Regions from separate parts of the Sus scrofa genome. Here region 2 is linked to region 1. The links are chromatin contacts, called in public Hi-C maps. All regions are on one chromosome and are shown on one strand. The core of a region is the stretch at or near the end of the contact, and the rest is flanking DNA. Distances in the headings are between cores, read along the strand shown. Region 1 has its middle 62 kb from the start of ABHD17C. Region 2 holds the start of CEMIP (cell migration-inducing and hyaluronan-binding protein).

Evidence for each region. Hi-C and Micro-C count contacts between places; a contact is called where the count stands out from the background.
Region 2: a Hi-C map of liver shows a contact between it and region 1, with 4 times the contacts expected there. The contact joins the promoter of CEMIP here to the enhancer-like site in region 1. A contact is called at or near these places in 6 of 47 Hi-C or Micro-C datasets (brain, embryonic fibroblasts, liver and 2 more) and 1 of 2 datasets of contacts at active chromatin or transcription factors (alveolar macrophages).

What each region holds. Positions count from the first base shown.
Region 1 is chr7:49,475,931-49,481,658 of Sscrofa11.1, reverse strand. No RefSeq gene overlaps it. Among named protein-coding and RNA genes, the nearest start is that of ABHD17C, 62 kb to the left of the region's middle. Within about 2 kb of position 2,983, at least 11 of the 83 cell types and tissues checked have an H3K27ac peak or open chromatin away from gene starts, as enhancers often do. A contact at or near this core is called in liver and skeletal muscle, where this site is marked.
Region 2 is chr7:49,619,323-49,625,254 of Sscrofa11.1, reverse strand. CEMIP (cell migration-inducing and hyaluronan-binding protein) reads right to left here and starts at 2,721. Exons shown (of 31, transcript XM_021098867.1): 1 at 2,452-2,721.

The DNA.
Region 1 (5,728 bases), core at 1,734-4,233:
AATTGCATCCATGTTGCTGCAAATGGCATTATTTCATTCTTTTTTATGACTGAGCAGTAGTCCACACATCTTCTTTATCCATTCATCTATCAATGGACATTAATGTTGCTTCCATGACTTGGCTATTAGGAATGGTGCTGCTATGAACTAGGGGTGCATGCATCTTTTTGAATTATAGTTTTATCCAGATATATGCCCAGGAGTGGGACTGCTGGATCATATGGTAACTCTATCCTTAGTTTTCTGAGGAACCTCCATACTGTGTTCCATAGTGGCTGTACCAACGTACACTCCCACCAAGCATGTAGGAAGGTTCTCTTTTCTCTACACCCTCTCCAGTATTTATTTTTTGTAGATTTTTAATGATGGCCATTCTGACCAGTGTGAGGTGGTACCTCACTGTAGTTTTGATTTGCGTTTCTCCTATGAATATTCTTGTGAAGTTTTTGTGTAGATACATGTTTGCAATTCTCTTGAATACATTTGAAGGAGTAGAATTGCTGTGTGTCTTTTGAAGAACTGCCAAACTGGTTTCCTGTCTGCACCATTTAATAATCCCACCAGCACGGTATGGAGTTTTAGTTTCTCTTACATTTATTTCTTTGATCCATGTTAATATGGATATGGATATGGAGTGAGGTAGAGGGTCCAACTTCTTTCTTTTGCATGAGGATATACAGTTGTCCAGTACTAATTGTTGAAAACCCTATTCATTCTCTATTGAATTTTCTTGGCACTCTTGTGGAAAATCAGTTGACTGTAAGTGTGAGGGTTTGCTTCTGCATTTTCAGTTCAATCTTATTTATCTCTATGTCTGTCCTTATGCTAGCGCCACACTGGTTTCTCCATTATTATAGTTCTACAGTAAGTTTGAATTGGGAAATATGAGTCCTCCAATTCTAACTTTGTGTGTGTGTGTGTGTGTATGTGTGTGTCTTTTCCAGGGCCGCTCCCATGGCATATGGAGGTTCCCAAGCTAGGGGTCCAATCGGAGCTGTAGCTGCCGGCCTACACCACAGCCACAGCAACTCGGGATTCAAGCCTTGTCTGTGACCTACACCACAGCTCACGGCAATGCCAGATCCTTAACCCACTGAGCGAGGCCAGGGATCGAACCGGCAACCTCATGGTTCCTAGTCAGAATTGTTAACTACTGCGCCACGATGGGAACTCCTAATTCTATCCTTTTAAAAGATGTTTTAACTAATCTGAGTCCTTTGAATTTGTATATAAATTTTAGAATAAGCTTATCAATTTCTGTAAAGAACCCAAATGGAATTTTGATTAGGACTATGTTGAATCTGTAGATCAATTTGTACTGCCGTCTTTATTTGTGCGTGTCTTTTTAGGGCCACACCCAAGGCATATGGAAGTTTCCAGGCTAGGGGTCGAATGGGAGTTACAGCTGCCGGCCTACACCACAGCAACAGCAACACCAGATCCAAGCCGCATCTGCGACCTACACCACAGCTCAAGCAAAGCCGGATCCTTAACCCACTGAGCAAGGCCAGAGATCAAACCGTCGTCCTCATGGATGCAAGTCAGATTCATTTCTACTGAGCCACGATGGGAACTCCTCCACAAAGTTTTATAGGTTTTGGAGTATAAGTTTTGGACTTTTGTTAATGGGTAATTTTTTATTGCCATAAAGTGTACATAAGAAAAAATTTACCATTTTGTCCATTTTTAAGTGTGCAGTTCAACAGCGTTAAGTTCATTCACCTTACTGTGCATCCACCATCACCACCCATCTCCAGAACTTCATTTTCCCAAAGTGAAACTCTACATCCATGAAAAAATAACTCCCCATTTCCCCCTTCACGCAAAGCTTGATCTTCACCATCCTGCTTTCTGTCCCTATGAATTTGATTATCCTTTATACGTACATAAGTGAAATCATATGTTCTGGGAGTCTGTCAACATTTCCCATCATCGGTGAACTAATACGTATTGACAGTGGAGCCAATGTGTGATGCATGGAATCACTCTGCTGACAGCTTGGAATCTTATCTCATTTCCTTCCTCAGACTTGCGGGTCAGTTCCAACACGATGGGTCTAAGTACTCTGGGCTTTTTTCTGTGAGCAGTAGAGCCTGATACTTGTGTCTAATCTGTACCTCTCACCCCACCTTCATGCTGCAGTACTGGGGGAGGGTTATACCATCCCTGGGTGTGCAACAGCAAAGGGGAGACCGTCCAGCTGCTGTGATACCCTCTGTCTTCTGATGGTTAGGCTTTTTCTGTCCTAACCATGTGGTCTTCCTCTCCCCAGGCAGGACAGAACACAACTCAATGCAGCAGCTTTGGCCAACGAGTCAACACGCAAACGGGAACAAGAGCCCTGGGACTTTCCTAAGATAAACAAAGGATTTAGAAGGAATAACAATATTTAGCAGAACTCAAAACTCCCACTTCCAGATGAAGAAAACACCATGCTGCAAACAACTTAAGACATTTAAAATTAGGTCTACTTTTGACCCCAAACTCTCTCATCACGGCACCAAAGGAGGTACATTAAGAAATGTTTTGAAGATGGGAAAAGGTCAGTTTCCAGCTTCAGGAAGAACGGCTGAGTCCTCAGCGGATCCACCTCAATGGCTCATCCCGACGCTTTGAGTTCATTCCTGCTTCCCCAAGTGCACGGTTTCCTGTCAAATGGCTGTTGTCCCTAAACCTTCACATTTCCTCTTAATCATATTTCTTCCCCTAGGCCCTTTGGCAGTAATGAGTCAAAGCTCGAGGCAGCTGTCACATATTCCTCTTGTGCAGCCAAGCCTCCAAAGGAGTGACACCACGAAGTAAAGACACAAGCGGATGTGACGAGGCCATTGATGTTGGACTTGGCACAGCCCTGGGCAGAGAAATGGAGCTGCAGGGGGAGGATCCAGCCAGAGCCAGGATGCACTTGACTTCCAGAAGAGTCAGCAGGATACCAACTGCACATGGCCCGAACTCAGAGGCCAGGGGTCAAAGCTCACGGGAGATCACACGGTCCAGAGGCCCTCACCCCAGCTGACACTGGGGATCGGTAAACATTGTAGACCAAGGGTCTGAAAACTGTGGCTCCTGGGCCAGCTATATGATCCTCTGCCTATTTTTGTATGGCTGGCATGCTCTGAGTGATTTTTACACTTTTAAATCACTGAAAAAAATTTAATATTGTTGACATTAGAATTTATACAGTTAAAGTTTCTGTGTCTAAATGAAAGTGTTAGCGAACACCACCACATCCATTTACCGATGCCAGTGCCTCTGGCTGCGTCCTTGCTACACGAGAAGAGCTGAGTAGTTGTGGCAGAGACTGCACGGCCCCCAAAGGCTAAAAATAGTTCCTCTCTGGCCCTTGGCGGAAAGCATTTGCTGTCTCCTGTATTAAACTTTTTTTTTTTTTTTTTGCAAACCACAGCAGCAAGAGAGGAGAAAGGAGCAGGAGGGAGTTCCCTCGTGGTCTAGTGGTTAGGACCCAGCGCTTTCACCACTGCTGCCTGGGTTCCATCCCTGATCTGTGGACTGAGACCCCATGTCAAGCTGATGCACGCCACAGCCAAAAAATAAAAAAGATAAAAAAAAAAAAATTAAAAAGGGAAAGGAGCAGGGAAAGAGTCAAGCCATAACCATCACCTCTGAGAAGGGGAGCTTCACCATGTCAGATAGGAGTACTGTTTAGGAATCACTGATTAGGTCTGGCCACAGTGTTTCCATGATGTATCTTCTGTCTCCTCCTCCTTCTTCTTGTCTTTTTAGGGCCACACCTGCAGCATATGGAAGTTCTCAGACTAGGAGTCGAATCGGAGCTGGAGCTGCCAGTCTGTAACACAAACACAGCAACGCCAGATCCGAGCCTTGACTGCACCCTACACCACAGCTCACGGCAACACCGGATCCTTAACCCATTGAGTGGGGCCAGGGATCGAACCCATGTCCTCATGGATACTAGTCGGGTTCATAACTGCTGAGCCACATTGGGAACTCCTGCATGCATTGAGGGTGGGCCAGGCCCAGTGACTGTCCCCGCTGAACATGTGTGGTAGTGTCCCACCCCACTAGGGGCCTTCCTTGTCACTCTGTGTGCCTCTGGATGACCATTATGAGAACAGCCATTCCTGTTCTAGTCCCCAGGGGAGGAAAAGTCTAAGTTCAGCTCCATCTTGCAGATGGAGAATTTGGATGTGGGTTCAAGAAAGACCTGGATTAGAAGCAATGCTGGGTGCCATGGACATACTCCTGATCAGTCCCTTCTCTAAATTCAGCTCTGGTCCTGGCTCCTTTTCCAGTCTCTGGGCTCAGTCCTGTGTCCCAGTACAGCCTGAGGGAGGGGATAAAGTCTTCAGACAGTAGCTCAGCGGAAATGAACCCAGTTGGTCTCCATGTGGACACCAGGTTCGATCCCTGACCTTGTTCAGTGGGTTAAGGATCTGGCATTGCTGTGAGCTGTGGTGTAGGTCGCAGACACAGCTCGGATCCTGCATTGCTACGGCTGTAGTATAGGCCAGCAGCTGCAGCTCCAATTCAACCTCTAGCCTGGGAACTTCCATATGCCTAGGGTGTGGCGTATGGGTCTTTTCCTTAAAAGAAAGGGAAAAAAACAAAAACAAAACAAAACAAAACAAAAGCCTCAGACTTCCCAGGATGCTTGCAAGGTCCCAGAGGTCAGAACTAGTCCTAATGGTGGAGTCATAGCAGAGTTGAACTCAAGCTGGGGAAGGCTCACTTCACATGTGCTCAGCCGAGCTGGAAGCTGCTGCCCTGGGAGCCCATGAGCTTTCTGCTTTAGCAGGAGGGCTGTGGGTTGAGCAAGATGGCCATGTCAGGTGACCGCTGGGTGCTAGGATTCTATGTATCAGAGACCTCATGGATGAAGGGGCAGAGGACTCGGACCCTGAATGCAGTAGCTCAGAGCATGAGCCTCGAAGTCAGAGCTGTCCTTAGTTCAAATCCGTCACTTCCGTGTCATTTGGTAAAGCGAGTTAAGATGAGCGTCAGCTGCCACCTCTGTAAAATGCCAATGAGGTCCTTGCCTCGTCGAGATACGGATAAATTATAGCACGTTCAGTGTCAACACGTAGTAGCTATTGTGCCCAAGAGATCTTCATCAGTGACTTATACATCAGCTGAGTCCAATCTTGGTAGGAAAATTTATCTTTCCTTTGCAAAGTATCCTCAATTTCAAAGCCATTTGAGGGCAGGGAATAGAGGACATGTGGAAATAAATAAAACAGCTCTCTTGGATTACATGTCAGCCTTCAGGCAGGAGATGGTGACTGTCCCCTGTGTGCCTTCCTGGGGTCAGTGACATCAGTGTGTATTTCACGGAGACTATTGCTTCAAATTGGGTTGTTGGGTTTTCTCCCCATGTTTCCAAAGCCTGGGTCAAAGATGAGACATGCTCATCAGATGCCTGATGGTAATATATTACCGATGCTGGTTTCCAGGGATTTGCGAATCAGAAAACATCACATTAATTTGTTTTTATATTTTCCCCAAATATTTTACAAAACCATTAATCAAGAACCCATTTGGTTGAAAAACAAACGCTGGCGGTGAGTAATGAGTACCAGCTTCCGTCACATTTGCCCTTTTCTGGGAGTTTCTGAAGTTTGGGGCTTGCTGGCTTGACAGTTTACTGCCACCAAGGGAGATTTTTACAAATTGCAGCATCTATGGGCTCTTTTACCAACGTCAGGAGCTGAGCCCACGTTTAAAAGAGCATAAGGCAGGGAAGCTTAAC
Region 2 (5,932 bases), core at 1,472-3,971, 140 kb before region 1:
TGGTACAGGTGGGAAAAACAGGCAACTGATTTGTTTCATGCAAAAATCTTCTATTTATCTTTGAATAAGGTTTTGTCCCCCAGCATTATAATCAACTTCGGCACTTTCATCAGTTCCATCCACAAGTTCTTAAACGTGAATACAAAGTGGAGCTGGAATCCCTATCAAACAATTACGAGGTTAGGAGAGTGAGCCGAGGGCTGGTGAACATAATTCAAAAGAAGTGTACTACTGTCTTTAAAATATACCTACAATCAACTACGATTTTAAGAGCTTTCTCTGTGCTCAGCACTGATATAAGCGCTTTACATTATGCTCCTTGATTCTCATTAGCAACTCTGCAAGGTAGATCGTGTTGTGCTTAAGTGACTTTCAGAAAGTCACAAGTGCTGTTCCAAATAATAATAGTAATAATAGTAACAATAAATAAAGATCCTTGATTGTTTTGACTCCCCATCAGCCTTCATCAGTCACAAACAGAAGCAGATCTTGTGAATTTCCTGCAATTTTAAAATGAAGGACGATACACATTCTGTTTAGGTGAGGATAACAAAGAGCCCCAGCCAATGTCATTTCTAACTGGAGAAGGGAGATGGTTAATTTGCACAGGTTAACCCCTACGGGTTCTCCCCACACTGTTTCCAAGCAACCAACTTGAAGTATCATCTACTGGGCTAAAGAGGACCCAAAGGAAGCTTCTTTAAGAGCTTCGTATGCACCTGGGAGGAAACGATTAGGATCAGAAAACAGCACAGTTGCTTTTGCAAATGCATTCAAATACATTCTCTATAAACGTGTTCTGATGTCACTGTAATTGTGAAACAAATAAGCCTCCCAGTGCCATATTCACTAAATAATTTAATACAACGGAACACGACCCTATGTCATGCGCAGAAAACAGTTGGGGGGAGTCCCTAATTAGATCTGGCATCATCCCGAAGCCTCAGTCCAATGCTTACGCGTCGCAGAGTTATAACACCCTGGAGGGTCTCGTGGTGCTGCAGAAAAGCCAGAGAAGCCCCTCGCGACACCATACCGAAGTCCTATACAGAGCTCAGCTGCTGGCTGCTCTCGGACCCGGTCACAAACCACAGATTCCCTATCCTCTGAGTGGCTCGTCGCCTCGGGACAGGATACCGAGAGCTCCCACAGACTAGTGGTCCCATTCCTCCTGCCCTGCGCCCCTAGTCCCTGGGTCTGGGAGGAAAGCGCGCGACTTCCCCGGGAGACCCAGGGCCACAGATCCGGAGTGGAGGAAGCGGCTGGGAGCTGTCCATGGTGGCGCGGCGCCTGGGCACGCAGAGCCGCCGGCTCCCGCCCCCGGGGCGCGCCGGGGATAGCGCTCCAGACCGCCGGAATGGAGAGAGAGGCTCGCTCCCAGCCTGCAGCCAGGCACTGGCTCACACATCAAAAGGTTGGTTTAAAAAGGGAGTTCTCACCTGTGGGCAGCGTTGGCTGGACAGAGCAGGACTCAGGACCTCAAACCCGGCTCCTGGCGGCGCGCCTGGGACGGCAGTAGCGTTGCACCCTTGAGGAACCGCGGCGGTCTCTGAGAGCGCTGAAAGCGAGTCTGCGGCGGAGGACCTGGGCGCACTGAGCTCCTTTCTCAAAAGCACATGCAACCCGCTGGGTCCATTCCAGAATGTCTCTGGCCCTGGTTCCCAGAGCGGCGAACTGGAGACCTGTCCACGGCCTTCGTCTGCGCTCCGCCAGGTCCCTGCCTTTCTTTCTAACCTAATTTGACCTTTCTTGGAGCTGATGTCCCGTGTCAGGGACCCCCGAACCCTCTTCCAACGATGCCAAGTTTGCAATCTCAGCCTAAACATCAGTAGGGGCCTTCGTGTTATCTAACATTCAATTGCGTTCACTTGGTGTGGTGCCAGCACGACTCTGGGTGCCTAGCGCTGCTGGGGAGCGCGCGGGCCGGGAGGCAGCGGGGAAATCCAGAAGGAAGACGGTGCTGAGGGCAGAGCAGCAGGGAGCCGACCTGTTGCCAGGCGTACGCCCGCTAGTGCACAGTGTGAGCCGGCTCTTTGTCGGCCGCACTCCGCGACCTGACCCTCCGCGCAGTCCCTCCTCTGCAAGACACTGCCCGGGATGCCTGCCCCCAAACCATTCAGAAGGAGGTAACTACAGAAAACGGGGATTTCCCCCCCCCCCCCGCTGGATGCGCTCCGGAGACACTGGCGCCCCCAGCACCTGCTGCTTGCAAAGGATCACACGATCTCAGAGAAATCCCACAGAGGACAGTGACAGGGGCATGAGCCCATCAACGGACGCGTGGAAGGACAGACAGAGAGAGAGGGGCTGAACAGCATAGAATGGACAAACAGAAGCCAGTAACAGTAACGTTTTCCGTATCACCGGTGGAGGTGCCATACCCCCCAACTTCCCGTACCTCTGAGCCTGGGCAGTCCGCGCAGCCCTGGCGCGCCGGCCTGGCCCCCTTACCTCCGGGTCGGTAGCCGAGACAGTGCCACGATTCGATTCGTAGGCCAGGAGCGCAACAGCCGGCGCGGTCGGGTAGCACACTGATGGGCCCAGCAAGCTCCCCGGACGTGGGCAAGCCGAATGGTAGTTCGTCTGGGAAAGCTGGTCTCAGCCTCCGGCCGCGCTCAGCCTCGCTGGCCCCACGCGTCCCGCCGCTGACGCCCGCCGTGCCGCTTGCGCTCGCCAAGCTTGGCAGGGCTGCACCGCGCCGCGCTCGCCCGCGCTCCCCGGCCGCCCGCCGGAGCGGCGGCTTTTATAGCGAGCTGTGGCTTCGGCCGGCCGCCCGGGGCTGACTCCTCCCCGGGGCCCCTGACGCCCGCGCTACCGACCCGCCCCCCGCCGAAGCTCCCCCCCTGCCCAAGTGGGGCGGGGGCGCCGCGCCCCGGCCGGAGCCGGGCGGGCTCTGGCGGCCGCTCTGGGAGACGCAGACCCGAGCCCGTGGAGCCCGGCGCGGCAGCAGCCAGGTGAGGGCGCTGGAGCCCAGGACTAGGTGGAGCGGTCCCCGAGGGCCGCTGAGAGCCATTCTCCCGGTTTGGAAGGGCTTAGAGGGTGGCCCGAGTGCGAGCATAAAACCCCACTCGCGCCCAGTGAAGAAGAGGCTATCAAGGGGAAAAAAAAGGCTGGCGTCTGGTGTAGAATCCAGGAGAGATGAGGCTCAGAATCTTTCTTTTTTTAATTTATCAGGAGGTAACAGGGAAGAACAAATCTGTCTCCCTATTAGATCTGTGTCTTTTATCTTAAACTTTGTGTTCTGTTGCTTTTACTTAGAATTAAGAATGTTGCCTGGAGCCTGAAATATACAGGATAACCTACTTTCAAGGCTCTGACCTTTAAGGGTGTAACACTTTTGCATTCACATGAAGATAAAAAGTTGCAGAGCAGAGAATAACATTTGTCTTGTTGGACGTTTACAGGGACATCATGACCTGACCTGGGTGAATAAAGGATTCCTGCACCAAGAAGCTTGCAGTAATTGAGCACACATTTCCCTCACCTTGTCTTTACTTACTTTTATTATTACTATTATTATTATTATTTGTCTTTTTTAGGGCCACACCTGCAACATATGGAGGTTTCCAGGCTAGGGGTCTAATTGGAGCTGTAGCCCCCGGCCTACACCACAGCCACAGCAACACCAGATCTGAGCCGTGTCTGCAACCTACACCACAGTTCAGGGCAATGCTGGATCCTTAACCCACTGAGCGAGGTCAGGAATCGAACCCACAACCTCATGGTTCCTAGTCAGATTGTTTCCACAGTGCCAAGACAGGAACCTTTCCCTCACCTTGCCTTTAAAACACTTTGCTGAATGAAACCCTTCAGAGAGTTGAGGGTTTTAGGGTACATCTCCTTTCATGGCCCTGCAATAAACCTTTCTCCGGTCTGAATTCCAACTTTTTTTTTTTTAAGGTGTGTGTGTGTGTGTGTGTGTCTTTTTAGGGCCGCACCCACAGCATATGGAGGTTCCCAGGCTAGAGGTTGAATCGGAGCTACAGCTGCCAGCCTACAACAGCCACAGCCTCATCTGCAACCTACATCACAGCACACGGCAACGCCGGATCCTTAACCCCACTGAGCAAGGCCAGGATTGAACCCGGTCCTCATGGATACTAGTCGTGTTCATTACCACTGAGCCATGACAGAAACTCCCAAACTCCACCGTTTTGGTTTGTTTGGCCTTATTGTGCACCTGGCACACAAACTTGCATTTGGTAACAAGGAGAGAGCGGTCTTAGAAAGAGATCCTAGAATGGGACCTAGCAGTCCCTCCAAGAGGAAAATTCAGGGGCTTTCAATCAAAGAGACCTTGGTTTGAAAACAGAGTCAGACATTCCGGGTATGTGACGGTACAAGGATCTTCACCTCCCTGGGCATCCGTTTCCTCATCAGGAAAATGGGTTTTCTGATGTTTCCTTACTGACTGGTAGGACTTATATGAGATCACAATAATACGGCTACCTAGCAGGTCTTCAGTAAGTTAGAATACATCCCATGTGTAGGATAGGGCTCTACCTTCTTAACTGGACAGACCGAGGTCCTCAAGGGTTACAGCAAAAGGTAAATATCCCCCGTGCATGAGAAAACAGTACTAGAGGAAAGAGCCCATATCACGTCCCTAGGGCCCGTGGAGTCTCCTTTCAACTCAGCCACCAACGTGCCATCTACTCTTCCTCTCTGTCTATTGTACTCCCTTCCACTTTTTTTTTTTTTTTTTTTTTTTTTTGAGCTTACAATGCAGCCCCTCACCTGGTTAACTGGAGTCCTCCTAGACTATATATTCCTTTGTCCCTTCCAGCTAATGCCATGTGAGAACCACCTTTGTGGGGGGCCATCTTCATTCTAGGTAGGATATGCCACTTCATATATCTACGTCTGGGCTTTGGGGCTATAGTCAGACAGAAGCTGCTGGAGTCTGTGTGCATGTTTTCTGCATTGGGATAGAAGCCTTAATCTCCTGGCTAAACTAGGGAAACCACGCCGGCTCTCTTCAGGCCTTTCCCAGAAAGCTGATCTTGACCATGACAAGGTCCGTTATCAGATTCTCAGCCTTCCTTGACGTCTAGGGAGGTGACAAACCTATGGCAGGTTTCCCTCCCCAGCCCTTCCTTTCCAGCAAATTTGGATGGAACTCACCCAAGGGCCTCCAAGCCCTACCCTAATTCCTGGTTTCTTTTCTTTCTTCATAGGACCCCCCCCAGATACCAGGACCCGTAAACATTTGGAGGATGCTGAGCATTTGGCCCAAATGGAGGAAGGTTAGCCTGAATCGGCGTTGCTTAGAGCTGTGCAGAGCGATGAGAGCCACGAGCAAGATTTTCCCCTCTTCCCTCAGGAGAGAGTAGATCTGGGCTCTGCGTGGCATAAAGTCTCTGGTGAGACGCCTGTGCCACAGGCATCTGCGAGGCGAAACAGGGAAGGAGGACTCTTGTCTGGTGATGGGTTCTGAGAAGTGCTTAGTCATGTTTTCTCAAAGCACAGAAATGTCCAGCACATTCCTTGGGGTCCAGTTTTCTCCATCACAGACCAGTGCCCCAGGGAGGATGGAGCAATGCTGATGAATTACAAACGCGCTCCGCGTGTCTAAAAGCAGATTCTTCAGCCAGAGCTCCGTTCAGCACTTCCACTCAGCACTCAGTAACGGACGGGGTCTGCAGGCAGTTCTTTTTTTAGATGAATGTTGGAAGCACGCCTCTGGCATAATTACTACCTGCACTCCCCTCAATTCAAGGTCTTGCTCTTATACATGCAGAGACAGGCTCTGGTCAAGAAAGGCTGTGTTGGTTTCCTGGTTTTTGTCTGAATTCCCTAGCAGACAGACTCCAGAGAGAGGAGAATTTTTTTTTTTTTTTTTGCTGCACCCAAGGCATATGGAAGTTCCCAGGCTAGGGGTCAACTTGGAGCTACAGCTGCCAGCCTACGCCACAGCCACAACAATGCAGGA